Regions from separate parts of the Zea mays genome. Here region 1 is linked to region 2. The links are chromatin contacts, called in public Hi-C maps. All regions are on one chromosome and are shown on one strand. Each heading gives the region's core, a stretch centred on a gene start, on an enhancer-like site or on the middle of the called end of the contact. The rest is flanking DNA. Distances are from core to core; before and after follow the strand shown. Region 1 holds the start of LOC103634827 (metallothionein-like protein 2A). Region 2 holds the start of LOC100282789 (IWS1 C-terminus family protein).

Evidence for each region. A called contact is a pair of places that touch in the nucleus more often than the background predicts.
Region 1: a contact with region 2 is called in a Hi-C map of leaf, with 10 times the contacts expected there. The contact joins the promoter of LOC103634827 here to the promoter of LOC100282789 in region 2. A contact is called at or near these places in 4 of 25 Hi-C or Micro-C datasets (bundle sheath, ear, leaf and 1 more).

The regions. Positions count from the first base shown.
Region 1 is chr8:14,983,306-14,987,065 of Zm-B73-REFERENCE-NAM-5.0, forward strand. LOC103634827 (metallothionein-like protein 2A) reads right to left here and starts at 1,706. Exons shown (of 3, transcript NM_001353170.1): 1 at 1,580-1,706; 2 at 1,206-1,289; 3 at 596-1,026. The coding sequence starts at 1,644. The coding sequence ends at 927.
Region 2 is chr8:14,714,710-14,718,849 of Zm-B73-REFERENCE-NAM-5.0, forward strand. It overlaps LOC100282789 (IWS1 C-terminus family protein), which reads left to right and starts at 1,259. Exons shown (of 11, transcript NM_001155695.1): 1 at 1,259-1,375; 2 at 1,472-1,982. The coding sequence starts at 1,365.

The DNA of each region.
Region 1 (3,760 bases), core at 456-2,955, 270 kb after region 2:
AGCCCGGCCCTAAACCACGTCGTGCCTTCTTTGGGCCGTGCCGGCCCAAGCCCGGCCCGTGTATTTGACCACATAAACTCAAAATATTATAATCATATAAAGTTCATAACTTACTAAATTAAAGATATTAAACAATTGTAGCATCATTTGATCACATAAACTCTAAATATAACAACAATATAAAGTCGATATCTTACTAAATTAAAGAAATTAAATAGATTGGGCTTAATTGGACCGTGCCGGCCCAAGCCCGGCCCATCTATGCGGGCCGTGCTGGGGGCCTGACGGGCCGGAAATTGAGGCCCGTCCCAAGCCCGCCTTCAGGCCGTGCTAGCCCGGTCCAAATTATTTCATGCCGAGCCGTGCTTTGGGCTCTTATTTTCGGGTCGTGCTCGTGCTGGCCCAAAAAGTTCGGCCTATACTCCCAGCACTAATCTGGACAGAGGTAGCGGTGGGGCTGGCGCATAGAGCCTCACTAAAAGCTCTCCTAAGATTTTTAGTATACATGTATAATGTACTTAAAAATAGCCTTCAAACATCTGACGCGATTAAAAATTAGGAGAGGAACCAAACACCCCCCTTATACTCCCGGGAACAGACATCAGGAAAGGGTACACGCATCACACAAAAGGTGGGGTATGGATAAGATTATAGATGGATGGTGACACAACACAGCAGGGCACATGGCTAGCCTGCTAGCGTGCGGCACCCACACAACACAACACACTGCTCGCCAGAAGCGCCCCAGGAGGCCAGGGGAGGACACGACGCCGCCATCAGCCATCATCATCATCTCAGACTCAGAGCATGCCATGGCACGCAACTGACTGACTGACTCGAAACACACACAGCGACGCCGCTATACTTTATTAAGCTTTATAATTAGCTAGCTTCCTCCGGCCGGCCTGCAGGGTGGAGCACCTAGCTCACTTGCCGCAGTTGCAGGGGTCGCACTGGCAGTTGCCGCCGCACTTGCACCCGCCGTTCTCAGCTCCGGCGGCCGCCTCGAACCCGCCCTCGGCGTGCCTGCATCCATACCATCACCACCATAAAGAGAACATAAAGAGATATTTGGCGCGTTCTGTTCTCTACCATACTGGCACCGCCTATCCATCCATATGCCGACAGTAGTACACAGCTCATAATAACTCAACACCACATGTTATTTGGCGCCGATCGAGAGAGAGGGGTGAGGGAGCACATACCCCTTGGATGGTGCGACACCCATGATGAGAGCCTGGGTGGTGGTGGTCACCTGCTCAGCCATGTCCGGGTACATCTTGCTGCACCTGCATACATGTAGAGACAGACAGACATACAGATCGATAACGATGAGCATGACGAGAAAAAAAGGCAGCAAAGGTTCGGTTCCGATCCGTGGATGGATGGATGGACGTGAATCGAAGCGCATGCAGCAAGACGAAAAGCAGAGCCAGCCAGCCATGGAGGAAGGCGTGCAGATCAGGGCCGGAAACCACATATATATATATATATATATATATATATATATATACACATGTTCATCCGCCGTCAGATCTGACTCCGGCCGAGAGCGCAACGCGGACTGGACGGGGCTTACCCTCCGCAGCCGTTGCCGCACTTGCAGCCGGAGCCGCACCCACAGTTGCCTCCGCAGCACGACATCCTCTCTCTCTCGACCTCGCAAACAAGAACACGGATGAACTGAACGAACGAAGCTCACAGTCGCAGTGGACAGACGACCTGCGGCCTTGCTCCCGTTTTATAAGGCCGGGCGGGGGAGCAGGCCAGCCATCTGGCCGCCCACGCGGCGCGGGGTCTGGATGCTCCCGTGACGTGCGAAGTTACGCTCCTGCCCCCCACCCCTGCACGGCTCTGGCCGTAGCCGTCCATGCGCCATGAGACGCGGACAAATGCGGTTCGGAGAGCGAGCGTCACGCGCGCCGCGTATCCTATGCGGACTGCGGGCGGTGCGATCCGGATTTTCGCTGCGGGGGCAGGGCAGTAAATTGAATCAGTCCGCCACCTACTACAAGCCTACAACTATCAACCATTTTTTTTGTTTGTATTGTTCGCTTTAAAACGTTTGTGTGACGAATTTTTGGTTCCGTTACTACTAAATTTTAGTGTAAGATTAAACTTTAGTCCCTATTCTGTTTGTCTAAAAACTAAAGACCATTAAAACAGATGACCAAAGACCAAAAATAATGCTTCCAGCAAGTAATTAATCAGAGACACATACAATAATGAGAGGTAAATATAGTCCAGAATATGCTTTAGTCCCTTTTAATCATCCCCTCAAAGGACTATAGACTAATTTGACAATTTAGTCCTTCACTTATAACTTGTATTGACAATTTAGCTCCTAAAAGGAACTAAAAGAGAGAGACTAAAGTTTAGTTCTGTAGAACCAAATAGTGTGCCATCAAAATAGTGTCTCTAAATTTAAAATACTATATTGTTTACAATGTTTAGCATACTTCAAACAAATTAAGCTCTAACAGTCAAACCCTAAATCATGTATTTGAGGAAATAAATTGTATTATTTAAAAAGAAAAGATCGTCTAAATTATGTGTTTTAGGAAATAAATTATATTATTCAAAAAGAAAAGATCGAGATGATGTAGAAAACAAGGATAGAGCAGCAATCCGAGATTTAGTATATTTAGGTTACTTTATGGTCTGCTCTATTTTTTGATATTTTTTTTTTGTAAAATATAACATTGTTGGAGTTGTTTCTTTATGAATTGAACTCGATAGGACACTGGTTTAAGACATTGTTGAAGATAATCGATGCAAATAAAACTTGCAGGGATTCCTCATGTTTCGATTCATTGAATTGAATGAGATTCTATGACATAGTTAGAAACTCACTAAGTGCATATACAACCAGAAGCTTTAAATAGAGCCCTAAAAACTAAAATAGGACCATATTTGTTTAGAGCTTGAAATAAATTTACACTTCAATAGTTGGACCTTAAATAATACTATTTTGAAACTAAATCATATTATTCGAGAAAAATAGTTGGAGATTAAAAGAAAACGATGATATGACTCTAATATACGGGGAATTATATTTATGACCCGAGAGACCGAGCTCTATAATCATTTAATAACACTTTATGAAATAGAGCTATTGTCGAAGGGTGATTTTTGGTCCTGAGCCCTATATTTTAAATCACAACCATATTTAGAGCCCCTCTTAAAGATGATCTAAGAAACACAAGGGAATGAATGGAAATTTTATTTCATCCCGCTATAAAGGTAATTTTACTCCTTGAAAACAGAATGAAACCTCTAGTGACCAAACCATTTGAAGCTTGCAAAACAGAATTTATTTCATTTACATACAAGACATTATCTCCTGCGCGCGCCTTGAAAAAGGAAACAAACACCCCCATCCGCTTCGATCAAATACTTATATTGCACCCCCCCCTATAAATCATTTTAGAAAATTATGTTTTGGATATAAAAAGAGCACTTTTATAATTTATAGCAAATATAATTCTTTATCGATGGTACCGAGAGGGCTGTCTCATCTATTCAGGAGAAAAGATGCTTATTTTATAAATATCTTAAAAGTATACTGCTTTTTAGGTATAGGAGATATAAACAGGACATATTGCTGCACCTCCAACTTCTAAAATAATATCTTTTAGGTATAGGAGATTGGATACGATATCTTATAAAGATGCTCTAGCTACCAAGTTGACCTGCACAAATAGCATGGATATCTAGTTTGTTTTGTCGGAACCCTTAGGTTCTTTCACATGAAATAACT
Region 2 (4,140 bases), core at 9-2,508:
AGCAGACCGCTGTCAAGCGGGCCCCACGGTCAGGCGCACGCTACTTCCTGGTTGGGCCGCGCGGCTGGCTTCATCTGGTGGGCCAAAAGATGAGGTATGGGCCCAGGTAAGCTTTCTTTTTTTTTCTTTTGATTTTATTTTCTGTTTTCATTTGTTCTTAATTATTTTAAATCCAGATTTAGAATTCAAACTGAAGTGCAAATTTAAATTCATACTAACTATGCAATTTGGTCATATCATCATGTGATGAAGTTATTTAATAATATTATTTTGTATTGTATCATCTTTCTTTCTTCCCTCCTTTCCTACCTTCATTTTCTTGGTTTTCAAAATTCATTCCTCACATTCATTGCTCAAGCATAAGTTGAGATGTTAGAATTTACTATTTCATTTCTTCATATATTTATTTTATTATTTTTTTTTCTTATACAGATTTTGGGTCTTACAAAAATGAACTGTGAAGAAACTCGGGGTTCAATAATGACAAAGATCAGATTTAAACAGCACACCAGAAATGTGAATATGACCACTGGGAAAACATCACATGTTATCTGGCATCTCACATGCAAGAAGCAAAGCTATTTACTTTTGCTTAGTAAACTGCATTGCTTTGGAGTCACTTGTGTTGGAGTATCTTTGGAAAGTTGTTGTCCTTACTCAGAGGAGTATCCATTCCACTTAATTCTTATGAGAAATATAATGCAAGATCCAAGGGAGAGTTGACAAGTACTAACGATCTGGGACTTTGGGCCATGGTTATAAATGAGCAGTGCAAAAGAACCGGCACTTATCTATATTAGTAGAGATAGATATATTTACTTTTACCATCAATTGTGTTGTGATAGCTATTTTCTGCCAATATGTATGATAGGATGTGTTATGCGTGAGTTGATATATGTTAGCTGAATTGGCAAAACACTTGATATATGTTAAAATATGTTGACCCTAATGATCCTACCAAGATCTTCCTTTGGTATAATATATGTTTCATATAATTTTTTTTATTCCCGTCGCAACGCACGGGCACTCACCTAATGGAGTTATAAGACTAGTGATTAGTCGCTAAAATTTTGTCACCAAGCGGCTCGCACGGACATAGCCAGTCAACCAGGGCATTTTATCAGCACCCGATCAGGTTCGAGGAGAATTCTTGCGTGTCCGACGGGCCGAAAAGCCCAAAAATTACAGCCCATCTATATTTTACGCCTTTGCGTCGCCCCCAATCCTTTTCCTCCCCGTCGCGGCGTCGCCGGCTCCCACGGTCCACCGACGACTCTTCTTCCTCACCTCCTCCCGCTCCAGCTCCAGCTCGTCTCTCTCCTCGCCTCGCGTAGGGTTTCGCTTCCCGTCTCGCCGCCGTCAGCATGGGGGACAAGTAAGTATCTCTCCGCTCCGTGCCCCCTATTTCTCTCTGCCTCTCCTAGGGTTTCGACGCCTCACTTTGATTCCCTTCCTCGATCTACACTCCCAGCTACGATGACGAAGGCGAGCCGATCGTGAACCTCGACGAACGGGAACCCTCCCCTGAGCATCAGCCGTACGAAGACCTCGATGACGACCTCGACGGCGGCGGCGATTGGACCCGCGACCGCTCTCCGACCCCCGTCCACGGCGACGACGGCGGGGCAGGGTCCTCCTCCAAGCCCCGAAAGCGCCTTCTCAAGAAGGGCGGCGGTGGAGGCATGCCCGGCGATGACGGGCTGGATGACTTTGGGTTGGAGGACGAGGACGCGGACCCTTCGGCTGAGGCGAGGAAGAGGAAGGGCTCGTCGTCGCTGAGGGACCTCGCGAGGGGCGGGGCGGGCAGGGAGAAGAAGGCTAAGAAAATGCGGATGGAGGACGACGGGAGGGGGAGGGACACTGGGATGGTGAGGGATAGGCGGGGATCAGGAGGAAGGGACTCAGGCGGTAGGGATGACCAGGATGATGGGGAGAGGGAGATCCAGGAGCTCTGGGATACCATTGCTGGTGGTGAGTCAGAGGTAATTTTGACTGTGTGCAACTGTGCAATATGTTTGATTCAGCTCCTTTTCAATTCTAGCTAGTTGATTAATGCTTGGATGCCCCTTTTTACTGTACTACATATGTGCATTAGCTAGTTATACTTATACCTACTTTGAGCTTAATATTAAAGGTTTCTGGAAATTCAACCTCTATCAACTGCTTTTACTGATCACTTTATCTGTTGAAGGAGATTGCAATTATGCTTTGCCATGAAATATACTAGTTATCTTTTTTATCTGCCTAATGTTTTTGGAATTGTCGCTTAATTCTGGTAAGCTGTCGTGATTTGTTGAGCTTTTCTTGATGGTGAGTGACTGAGTCAACTTTCGGAGCTAGTTTGTTTATCAGTTTGTGTATTGGTGTGGTTAGTTCATCTGGTTGTAATTGGCATCCTTTAGTAATTAGTATTCAGATTACTTTTATGGGTGTTAGTAAGGTACGATGTTTGTAGCCAAGCCTCTTGAACCAGGATGTGTAGCATCTCCGGAGTTGTAGCGTTTTTAAAGGGTACTATGTAGGCTATTGACATGTCAAGTAGGACTGTTATATGCCTCTGGATTAGCTGCAAGGTAGGATTTGCCTTTATGTGGCAACTTGGGCAGCATTGTGACATCTTGTTTCTTAAGGAGATTGTATAACTGAAATGCTGTTCTGTTCACTTCTTTGTATGGAATACTTTCCTTGCGTTTAGTTCCTTCATTTCTTTTTTCTTCAAGGAGAATTGCTTACTAAGGATCAGGATGGTTGTGTAAATATGTTAGGTGCATATCAAGCCAGGGTATTGATCTTGCTATCATGCTTTTTAAGACATCACCTTGGTGTCCGGTCGAGTAGGCTGGGCGTTGGCTTGCCACGGCCAATCAGGCTATGGCGTCCACCTTGCAGCATAAATTGTCACCTAGGCACGATTTGGTGCAGTTTAAGGCCTGAGCAGCCTGAGGCAGATGCCGCACAAGTGTGGGCATGGGGGAGGAGTGTGCATGGAAAAATTGCATGCGGGAGCAGGTGCGGGAGATTTGCGCGTGAAGGAGAACGACAGGAGTCACGTGCTGGCGATTGTGTACCTACAGGTCCCATGAGGCCATAATCCGTCTCTCTCACGCGCCAATTGATAGGGAAGGGGAAACAGAAGAGGGCACACACCTGGTTCATGGGGGTGGGCGCTGCTAGAGTCTTGCTGCTCCACCTCTTCTGCTCCATTGATAACACTTCTCTCCTTTGATTTGAGTCTCCCTTCATCTTCTCCATTAATTTGTGCCTTCTCTGGTCCTCGTATGCTGATTGATTCATGGCTCTTTTCCCCTTCTCTGTTGGTTACTGTCTGCAGCCTGGCGTCATGAGGTCACGGAGGTACGTAAGCATCTCTTCCTCTCCCTTCGGCTTCCCTCCTCTTGGATGTGCACTGCCTCTGCTCTTTACTTGGATATGCTCTGCAGTTTTCCTATCCTCTGCTTTCTTTCTCTTCCTCTTATTTTCCTGCTTCTCTGCACTTATGCTACTTGTATTGTTTTGCACTAGCAGCACTAATTAATTAAGTTATACTATGCAATTAGAGAGTGTTTTTTTTGACATTGAGAGATACATTTGTTATTTTGCTACATTATATTGTGTACTAACACTCCGGTAGCACTACTTATTATGGTATTACATGCTAAGAACATGCAATACTAAGGTATGCTTTGTTTCTGAACTTCAGTGACATTATATACTCCATCCATTCAGATATGATAGTCTTTTTTTTACAATGGCACAATGACTAAGGAAAGAGTGGCTTGCTTATCAAGTAATTACTCCATCCATCGGTAATCCTCGTTAGCCTGCTGTTTTTCCACCATGCGTCTGTTCCATACCACATCCCTTTAAATGTGAAGCTGCCAGTTCGTGAGGAGTATAGATGAGAGCAGGTGAGCAGCCAATTTAAAAAGATATTATAGCAACGTGAAGCACGTACGGGTGGCAGATTAAATGGAACGGGAAGCGAGACAGGCATACACGGTTGAACGCGAGGACTTGAGAAGACTATCATATCTGATTTTCTCAGATTTTGAGAAAAGACCATCATATCTGAATGGAGGAAGTATTTAGTTGTTTGTATGACGTCGCCTCACTGCACTTTAAACACCTAGTCGACTCTTT